Regions from separate parts of the Rattus norvegicus genome. Here region 2 is linked to region 1. A link is a contact called in public Hi-C data. All regions are on one chromosome and are shown on one strand. Each heading gives the region's core, a stretch centred on a gene start, on an enhancer-like site or on the middle of the called end of the contact. The rest is flanking DNA. Distances are from core to core; before and after follow the strand shown.

Evidence for each region. A called contact is a pair of places that touch in the nucleus more often than the background predicts.
Region 2: a contact with region 1 is called in a Hi-C map of liver, with 2.4 times the contacts expected there. The contact joins two enhancer-like sites. A contact is called at or near these places in 2 of 12 Hi-C or Micro-C datasets (kidney and liver).

What each region holds. Positions count from the first base shown.
Region 1 is chr20:49,057,160-49,062,427 of GRCr8, forward strand. Crybg1 (crystallin beta-gamma domain containing 1) reads right to left here. Exons shown (of 22, transcript XM_063279640.1): 3 at 2,494-3,992. Among named protein-coding and RNA genes, the nearest start is that of Rtn4ip1, 95 kb to the left of the region's middle. Within about 2 kb of position 3,007, at least 13 of the 93 cell types and tissues checked have an H3K27ac peak or open chromatin away from gene starts, as enhancers often do. A contact at or near this core is called in liver, where this site is marked.
Region 2 is chr20:49,219,321-49,224,754 of GRCr8, forward strand. No RefSeq gene overlaps it. Among named protein-coding and RNA genes, the nearest start is that of Crybg1, 18 kb to the left of the region's middle. Within about 2 kb of position 2,466, at least 2 of the 93 cell types and tissues checked have an H3K27ac peak or open chromatin away from gene starts, as enhancers often do. A contact at or near this core is called in liver, where this site is marked.

The sequences.
Region 1 (5,268 bases), core at 1,757-4,256:
GCCCCTCAGTTACTTCCCGTGTGTGTGTGTGTGTGTGTGTGTGTGTGTGTGTGTGTGTGTGTGTGTGTGTTTGTGTGTGGTGGGGGGATGGAGGTGGAGAGGCTGGGGGATAGGAGATGGGGGTTCAGAGAGCTATCAGGTCCATCAGAAACACAGGGCTTGCAAATGCTGTGTTAATTGATTACTGCTGTGTTAATTAATTAATGGGCAAAGGTGACAATCTGAGGAATATTAAAAAAAAAAAAAAAGGAAAAAAGAAAAGAAAAGCTGACCAGTCAGCACAGGAAGAGGACATCAAGTGCATCTTGGGATGTGGGAGGAGAATGTCCGGGTGAGCCCACAGCTCCCCGATGGGTAGCCCATCTGCTCATTAAGGATTTACACCAGATCAAAATATCTTTTACAACCAAACTCTCTACCATTAAGTTGTGTTACCAAGAGTCACTGCAATTAACCCAGTTGGGGCTGATTAAAAGGCAGGCTCCTGTAATGCGTGTTGTAATGCCGTCTTTATGCTGTGAGAGGGAGCGTAGGGAGCTACAGCTGACTGTAAAGGCAGAGCCTCCCCGCCTTAAACGCACCCCTTTACCAATTTCAGCATTTGGTAGAGGACATGAAGAAATTAGTTTTTGAACAGGTATTTAGGCAATACAATCTTTTTTTTTTTTAATTTAATTTCTTTCCCAAACCAGGCTCACATGTGGAATCCCATCAGTTGGGAGAGTAAAGCAGAGTAGTCTTGAGTTCCAGGCTAGCCCTGGCTACTCAGTGAGTTAGGAGCCACCCTGGGCTACAGGGTGAGACCATCAAAAAACCAACCAAACAAACAAACAAGCAAAAAATCCCCACCAAGTCACGGTCTGTTAATATCTTTGCCTAAAATCCAGCTATCACAGGACTAAAGGGTCTGAAAGCCTCTCTCAGATTGACATAGGCCGAAGAACTAGATAAAATTCTTAATTTTCCACTTCATTAGTTTTTCCAGTTCATTGCATGTAAGGCCTTGTACAAAAGAAATTTTAAAAAGATGGGTGGTGAGGAAAAAGATTAAAAAAAAAATCGGTAGTGAAAAAAAAAAGACACTTGGCTCAGTTCCGGTAGGATGCAGACCCAAAGAAGAGTTCCATTGTAAGATCCCGTCCTGAACTTGTTTATGATGAACCCTTAACAGTGAAACATTTCTGGTTTTTCCACTGGTGCTTTCCAATTGGACGACAGGTGGAGTGTCCAGCCCCGATGTAGTTGAGCAGCGTTTCTCCTACCTAGGCTTAGCAGGTTTCTGTGTTCCTTCACACTCGTCTTCCACAAATAATGGGCATCATTCACTCGGGAAAATTTCCTGACGCTACCGTTACAGAATAAATAGCTGATTATGTCAAAGGTCTCCAGGCTGCCAGCTGCTGAGGCAGTTTAACGTTATTCATTAAGCACGTTTTCCTCCTGGCTTCCAGACAGACCTGTTTCGAACCTGACTTCTTTTAAAGACATCAAGTAGAATGAAATCATTCAGTTCAAAGAGAATAAGGCTGCACACGACGAGCCTTTTTGATCAGTGCGTGATCAAAGTAGGAAAAATTTGAGAGCTCAATGATTTTCACCTGCTGGGAAGAGTCACGGTTAGTTTGAGCTCAATTCTACAGAGAGCTCTCCCCAGCTGTCTTCCTAGCCGCACAAATCTGTTACCATCAAACCACAAGCCCAGGCTCCTCCAGGAAACCGGTGACTGCTTGTCCTGTACTCCCAGAACCTTTCTTTACAATGGCAAGATCCACTTGGCCCTTTTAATTTGATTCCTGTGCTCCTTCCTTACAGCCACAAGGGGGACTTAAACGTTGAGGGCAACGGGGTGCATCACAGGTGTGGGTCACCTACCCCACAGCACACAGAACAAAGGGCACTCAATAAATACTTGCGAAATTGCTAAACTTGCAAGCGAGTGGTTATGGTCTGTTGTTTCGGGTCCTTTCACTTAGGAAATTTTCAGTAATAACACCGATCATCTCAATAAGAGAAAAGTCACTCCCAGCCCAGAAATAAAAGAACTCCCTAGATCATGGAAAGGGGTTATTAGAAATGTCCTTTAAGCTTGCTTTAGGACAGCAATATACTAAAATTCCATGATTAAGTTCTCTTAAAGTTTCCCCTGTCAATGCCACTGGGTCACTCTCAAAATCCTGCTGGCTCCCTGGGACTACCCTGAAATGCCCCTGTATGCTTTGGATAAAGAATATAATTAGCTCTGTCAAGCCATTAAGTCTTATCTCCGCTGTTTACGTAAACACAGCGCCCCGGAGGGATATATCCTATTTTTGCATTCATTTAACTTAGGTCTTAGCAGGAAATAGCGGCGGAGGCTGCCAAATGAGCCTTAGCTCTACAAACAGCTCTTTTTCTCTTTGAAGTTTTCAACAGGGGAAAAAAATACAGGTTACAGACCAACCATACAACCCTAGGCAGCCCCCAGCCCAGACTCACTCCTCCTCCGCTACTTACAGGGTCACTTTGGTGGTCACAGTCGACCTGCCCACGCCGAACTGGTTCCTGGGCTTCAGGCCGTCGGCGTCGGACGCTCCTGTTCCCCTGCTCGACTCTCGACTGCGACCGGCGTCGGCCCGGCTATCCCCGAAGTGGTGGGGCAGCGGCCCCCTCTTGTGCTCAGGCTTGATCTCAGGCAGCAGCGAGCTGCTTTTGACCGTGAGCTCGCGCGGGACGACGCGGCCCGCCTCCTCCCCGCCGTCCGCCGCGGCGGGCGCCCTCTTGGGTGGGGACTCCTTGGCGGGTGCGCGCGAGCCGCTGCCGGGCGAGCTGGGCACCGCCTCGGGGACGCGGCTGCGACCCTTCCGCTTGGTGGGCGACTGGGGCTTGGCGCGGTCCGGCTCCGCTCGCGGTTGCCCTCTGGGGCAGGCGCTGGGCTTCGGCTCCGGGCTGGCGACCGAGGCTGAGCCTCCGTCGGGAACCGCTTGAACCGATTTCACTTTCCTTTCCGCCGTGCAGTTCTCAGCCGCGGCGTCTGGCGCCACCTCGTCGTCGAACACCGCGTCGTCCTTGGCCGCACTCTCGGGCGCCACGGCGTCCGCGCCCGGGGAGTCGGTGGATTTCTGCGACTTCCTCCGCCGACCGGACCGGCGGCCGCTTGACCTCTTTTCCATGTCGTCCGAATCCTCGCAGCAATCGTCTGTCCCCGGAGCAATCGAGGCGGGCTCGGCCACCTGAGCCACCTCAGTCTTGCTCAAGTAGATGTCCAACTTTAGCACTTTGGTGGGATGCGCGCGGTCGGCCGGCCCGGCTGTGCCGCTGGTCTCTGCGCCCTGGGCGGGAGGCTCTCCAGGCGGAACCGCGTCCCCGGGGTCCCCCAGAGAGCCCGCTTCGGAACCCACGCCGGGGGCTCCGTCGGGGGCCTCTCCTACTCCTCCCACGAGGTGCTCCTCGGGCGGCGACCCTGACACACCCCTCGCTGCCTCCCGTTGGAGGCCAGCGCCAGGCAACGCGTCCTCCCCCGGACTGCGGGCGGGCGTCTCTGCGCTCTCCTGCCCGGAGCGATTCCCTGGTGAGGAATGCAACAGCTCCTTGGCAGCGGTGGTGGCATCTGGGAAAGTCTCTCCCTCTGCCTGCAGAGGTTCTAATTGGGCTGAATCATTGCAGAGGCACTGCTGCACAACCCCTACCTTGATGCTGGAACAAGGTGACGGTCCGGCGTCGCAGGGGGTTGCCTGGACACTGCTCTCAGCGGACTGGCCCTCAGCCTCCTGCCTGGAGCCCGCCTCGCCAGCTTCGCCAGCCTCGCCCGCGTCGGTTGGCTTTAGTTGGTTGCCCTGAGCCTTACTTTTCTCACTCTCTGTTTCTGGGACTTTAGCAGAGGCCGATTTGCTATTTGAGTTGGTGGGACTCTCTAATCCGTTCCTGGTGTTCCTCCTCCTTCCAGCCGTAAAAAGAGTGCCGAGTTTCCCCAACACCGGCTTCCTTCTGGTGTCTTCTGGCGGTTGGGCTCTGGACTGGAGAGTGAAAAGAGACGGGGAGAGAAAAACTTGAGAACCCGTTTTTGTTCTGCTTTGATAGGTTACAGAGCTACTGCAAAAGCAACTTGGCAACGGACCAGGTGTGATTGACAGTGAAAAGGTACAGCCAGGAGGGGCAGCATAGGACTGTGTCTGCTCTTTGTTATCCTCCAACAAAATTCACTTTAAAAATTAGACAGACAGACAGACAGACAGACAGACAGACAGAGGTAGGGTCTCATGTAACAAACGCTTGCTGTCCTGGAACCCATCATGTAGACCAGGCCTTGAATTCACAAAGATCCGCCTGTATCTACCCCCTGAAAGCTGGGGTTAAAAGCGTGCACCACCATACCTGCGTGGCTAAACTGGTTGCGAGCCTAACCTCAACGGCTGAGCCATCTCACTAGCCTTAAATTTCTTTTCCTTAAACACATTTTCGAAGCTACATAACTTACAACAGTTTTTCGTTATAAGTGTTTTTTACCCGGAACGTCCAATTATCACACGTATGCAGGAGGGGCTTCTGCCTTTTACTTCTTTCCTTAGTAAAAAGGCAACTTTAACGAATCCTGGTGTGATTTCGGGGTCCGTGGTTCTCCTCTCCCCTCCTCCAGGTACCTTAAGGAGGTTATTTTTCTTTTTACAGAAACAACTCCCTTTCTTTTCTGGGAGAGGGGCGGGGTGGGAGTGGCGCAAGGAAAATTACTAGCGTCCCTCGGGACAACCTTAGGCACACCTGGGTCTAACCTTCAGCAAAGGTGCAGGAATGCAGCACCTGGCCCCGCCCAACAGCAACGCGCTCGCCCAATGAGGCCCACGTGCCCGCGTTCAAACTGCGCGGGCTGCGGAGCGCTGTCCCGCCTCTTCCCAGCTCACCCTAGGCTTCACCGGGGAGAGTCCTCAAAGTTCCTGCTGAGGGGCAGGGGCAGGGGCAGGCGGAGGTCCCTCCTACGCAGGGAGGGTAGTGGAAAGCCAGCCTAGCAGACACTGCCCGGGGGCTACAGCCTGCACCAAGTGTTGCAAGTTCTTGCAGCCAGCGTGCAGCAGATCAATGAAAGCAAGGACCTCACCCCCAGGGTCGGTGACTGGGAGGAGTGAGTAGGGGGTCGCTGGGCTGGACAGGAAGTCGGGGGCAACCCTTCTGGGCAGCCTGTATGCGGGATTAACTCGACTCACCGCAGCCCCTTAAGAGCTTAAAACTCAAGACCCAGGTGAGAGAGTCTAATCCCCGGGGAGGCAGAAAGCAGCCCCACCTCTCTTAAAGGTGATC
Region 2 (5,434 bases), core at 1,216-3,715, 160 kb after region 1:
GGATCACCAAAGGCCAGGGAGGGTCGAGCAGCAGCTTGGAGGAGACAAGCAAACAGACGGAGCCAGTGCAGAGACTAGGAAGGTGCCCTGGGATATTCCGAAGTCTTCAAGCCAAAGTCATCAGAGGACTCACATGGCCCCCAGGAACAGGACATGCGCAACCGCATGTGTTGAGCCCTTGGTCAGTTTTCCTCACTTGTAAGACCTATTTTTCCTGGTGCCATGCAGTCTGATGTTTGCTTTAAAAAGTTCACTTCTGGGGGCTGGGGATTTAGCTCAGTGGTAGAGCGCTTACCTAGGAAGCGCAAGGCCCTGGGTTCGGTCCCCAGCTCCGGAAAAAAAGAACCAAAAAAAAAAAAAAAAAGTTCGCTTCTTTTGTTGATGTTTGGGGTGACAGCTTGTTGGATTGTCTTAATAGAACATATTTTATTTACTCGTTAACAATTTTACACATTTAAACAATGCATCTTGGTCACATTTACCCCAGCTTCCCCTCCTCCTAGCCCTCTCCTCTTCCCCCTCCCTCCCGCAGGCAGGCATCCCTGACCCGTCCCTCTCCCCACCCCATGTCCTCGCCTTTGTGCTTCTGTTAGTAACCCAGCGTATCCAATCGCTGCTGCCTGCCGGGATGTTGACTGAGCTTGTTGACTTGATCTCATGCAGGTAATCACAGTTACAGAGAGCTCACGGGGGTGGGGGGGGGGTGGGGGTGGCACACTGAGTTCACAGGCTCACCAAGCATGGCGTATCTCAGAGAGAGCATTTCAGGGCGCAGCTCCCCGTCCGCCATCTTGTCAATCCTTCCTGTTCCTCTTCCGAGGTGGTACCCGAGCTTTGGGGAGGAGGAGGTTTGATAGCGATGTCAGATTTAAGACTGAATATTCAGCAGATACTTATTCTCATCTCTTTGACAAGTTGCGAGTCTTCGGCGAGTTATGGTAAACGCTGTAGAGAGAAGCTTCTTCGGCTAAGGTTGGGGAAAACACTTGTTGATGAGCACAAATGTCTAGAAGGAAGTTTGGCAGCATCATCATTCACCACAAAAGAGTAGTAGGCTTCTCCCTAGGCCCTCTGACCTTCCGACCCATGGGCTTTTGCACAGATTGACAGTGGAGCAGGACTTAACTCTGATCCAAATGCAGCCGATTACCCCCATAACCTTTGGGCCATTATTGTTTTGGTTTGGTTTGGTTTGGTTTTGTTTTCTGATTTGTTTTGAAGGTCTTGAAGTCTTGATCTTCCCGCTCCAGCCTCCCAGGCGCTGGGTTTGCAAGCTGCTTTGAGTCCTAATAGATGCATCGGTGTAAATAAAATTCCAATCTAAACCATTCTTGCGATCAAGAAGTCCTAAGTTAGGCTGTGTTCTTTGACTGAACAAAAAAGGGGCAGAGGAGATGTTCTGAGCTGAGCATGGTGGAAGATGCCCGTAACTCCAGCTCTGAGGAAGATGAGGGAAGAGGGCTTCGAACCCATGGCTAGCCTTGGTCACAGATAGATCTTGTCCCAGTCGAATACTTGTTTAAAAACAGTTCCGAGGGCATTTCCAGATTGGTGCTTTCCAGCAGCGGCTTCAGGTGCCCTCCACTTTAGAGTTCTCCCTAGCCGACATTCTTTATGAAGGAGCGGATCAAACGGCTCATCTGACCTGCGCCTGCACTGCTGTTTGACATAACCTTAGCCTCATGCTTCATTTAGAAACCAAGCTGGCACTCAGTGTGCTCTCTCTGGTCTTCCTCTAGCAACACTCCTAGATACTACTTTTCACTCGTTCCTAGACTAAATCAAGCTTGCCTCTGTCCTTCCTTTCACACCCGGCATGGTGGTGACAGGATTGGAAGATCTTTGTTTGCTTTGTGACAAGGTCTCCTGTAGCCCAGGATCAAACCAAGTAGCAGATGACTCTGAACTGCCGATCTTTTTCCTGCCACCGTGCTTGGGTTACTTTTAATCTTCACAAATAGAAACCTGCCCAGTATCTGACGCTATGAGTTGGAATCTAGAGTTCTGTAACTTAGGCATGGAAATTCAATATGTGGAAAATAGCAAATGGTGTATTAAAACCAGGCCGACAATCCACTTAGAACAAGCAGTCTGCTTTCACAGGGGGTTACTGTGGAGACGAAGCACTGTGGTGAATGGGTAGGCTATGCCACGGGGAAGACAGCCACAGTAGCACGTGAGGCAGTGTCAACATCTGGCTGCCCCAACACTCAAGCAACTGCCTTTGTTGTGTTCTCCTGACAGTGCATGGAGTTATGTCCCACGGTTCTGGGTAAGGAGACCAACCCACATAGTTCACGGCTGATGCGTGATCTGCATTTGCCTCACCTCCCTCACATCCCTTTTCCAGAACAGGACAGATCTGAATAAATAGCCCAGCGATCTATAATTCACACACCTCCATAAGCATCGCAAATGAGAAGAAAGGTCACTCTTATTTCCTAATGCACTGGTCATGTCCTCTCTTGCAAAACCCCACTCTTCTGTAAGAGTTATGCAATGCCCTTTATTTACTACAGCTACAAAATGCTTATCCCGCATAGCACGCAGATGTGTCACAGCTTAGCTCCAGAGCAGAGCCTCGCGCAGGCAACTTCAAGCATGGGTGTTGCTCAGATTAGTTATTTAGGCCAAGCTAGGGAGGGAGGAATGACAAGGTATGGCCGAGAAACCGTATGAAAATTTATGATGCGTTTTACGAATTAGATCTGAAACCCAATGAGCGATGGTAAAATCCACAGTAAAGCAACTGAGTCTTTTTTTTTTTTCCCTCGTGTGCGTGAGAGTTTGCCTACGTGTATGTACATGGTCTGTGAGAGCAAAAGTCATGTTATAAGTTGTAACTGCTGTGCCTAAGAAAGCATGATACAGAAATGCCTCTAACCTGTAAGCCCCTTGCCGAAGCACAGATACGTCCTGAAATGCCCGAGGCCCTTGCTGATTGGATGAAACGAGCCACGTGTTTTTACTCCCTTAAACAAGCTTGTTGTGCTTGATCTCATGTGGGCAGGTTGTGTGTGAGCAGGATGTACGCTTGTCCCTGATAGAACCTGGCGGGAAATATAGCGGCCCCGCGGCTTTGTCCTTTTAAGCCTCTGAGACATGGAGTTGCATGGCCAAGTACGGACCCATGTAGGGAGCTTGCCGGAGTCCATCCACCTGCCCAGTGTCTAATCAAAGCTTGCTTCAAATTTGGGGTTAAATTTGTGATAGTGGTCTTATTCTGAACTGGTGGGTTTAGCATTTTCTGGAGGACCCAGCAAGATTCAGATCACCTACCCAAATTCTAAAACTGGGCCTTCATCCTGGAACTCTAGGACGGAGAAGCCACGTCAGGAGGCATGTGCCTTGAGGCTGTCCCAGGCTCCGTGGCTGCCTTTGGTTTGCGGATTATTGGGGTGAACTCTCATGCTGAGAGATGTAGCAAGCACCAATAGAGGTCTCCTCATGAGTCACAGTCTGTTCTGTTCTCTGGGATCCTGGTCTAGGGACGTGCAGGGAATTGAAAAGGACCCCAATATTTTCCAGGGCAAATACTATGCCATCACCTGGCTGCCTGGTTTTGATTGGTTAGAATGTTCTATGTCGTGTATGTGGATTGGTCTGCGTTTCTTGGTGGGTCTTTACATTTGGTTACACACATGGATCTGAGACAGAAATAGATACCATTTTTTTTTTGTCTCTGTTGCCACCAGACCCCAACCACTACCGCTGCCATGACTGCTTTTAGGGAAGGGGCTCAGATTTATTTCCAAGTTCTTGGTCACTGAATTCAGGTCTGCAGGAACCCAGATGTCTTTTGGGTGTGCATAATGTTGGAGTTGTTTTATATTTTCTACTTTACTGAAAAGCTGGCTCTTGAGTCGGTTTATGGCTCTCCCTTCTCTAGACCCAAGCATGTTTAAAACTTTGATCAATGTCCTGTGTTGGTCAATTCACCTGGCAGTGTGACAGAGAGAAAAGAGCAAAGCAGGGCAGCCAAAAAAACTAGACTGTGTTAATGTGAACATTTGGTGCCTCAAGATTTGTAAGTTAATTTTGTTGAGTATGGTTAAAAATCTGTAACATTTGTGGGAAAAGTTAAGTAAAACTCGTAACAGAATTGATAGTTAAAAAATGTATGCATTAAGTGATCTTAAAGGAACCATGTGACACGATTCCATTGTGGGGTATAAGTAACATGTGGCTTGCCACCATCTTTAGGCAACCACGTGGCTGGTTGTCATCACTGATAGGGTTGGAAAGGGTAGATGTCATGTGACTTCACCACCATCTTTGGGCAGCCATGTGTGAAATGGAAATTTCTGGTTTCTTTGGAGACTCAGTTGTGTCATGTGCTGTTTTTCTGGAAGCAATGTTTTGCTGAAGCAGACATGAGAGGGTGTTTTGTTGAGAACAGACCCATGGTGGTGTTTTTCTGGAAGCTGCCTTATAAAAGGGCATGTGATATTTTGCTGGAGCAAATGCTTGAGGGGTTTTGTGGTGTTTAGAAAGAATATACATATAATCCCACTTAGAGGGAGAGAACTCTCTCACACTGGTTCACCTTCGCAACGCTTTGCTGGCCTTCTCGGACAATGCTGTTGCATTGGTTCACCTACACAATGCTTTGCTGGCCTTCACGGACAATGCTCTTGCATTGGTTCATCTTGCAACAGTTTGCTGGTCTTCACTGATCTTTGACTGCTGTGGCTTATTAGAGAGAAAAGTGCTAAAGAACTTCTCATGGTATTCTGACTGCTTCTTGCCACTTCCTCAGTCTTGTGCCAATTTGCAGGAGCCTTGCAGTTTCTTCTGGATTGAGCAACTGATATTTATTCATATTTGGTGTTTTGGACTGGTCTGCTGATATCCTGACAACAAAGATCAGAATTGCCCCTGAAGAACTAATTCTAAAAAGGTCCACAACCCTCATTTCCTACTAACTTTTCCTTTTCCCTTTCTCTGGAAGGAAGGTTGAAGTGTTTAAGAACATTTATTAGTGTAGGTCTTGTAAGCCTACACATGTGGCTGAAAGCCATCTTTTCTAGGCTTAGAGAAGACAGATGTTCACAGCCATCTTGATTAAAGATGACCACATGGGCTGACCCAACTAAGAAGGTAACAATAGATCTCTAAGACATTTTGGGTTAGGATGGACTTTCATGTGATAATTCCTGTCATGCAAACAGAGATTTTGAAAGATAGGATTTTTAAAAGAAATGCCTGTTTAGTAAAGTATTAAAGCTATACACCCACGCATTCCCATGTAAGAAGGTACCTTGTATTGGCAGCCAAACTTTGTAGCATGAAAGCAATCCAGGTGGTATTGATTTTAAAGATATGAAGGAGCCATGGAGAACAGCAGAGGCTTGCCCGTGTGTGACAGGGATGGGTTCTCACAGAAGATCCAGATGCAGTCTTGGAGATGTCTGTGTCACGTGAGAGTCACCAG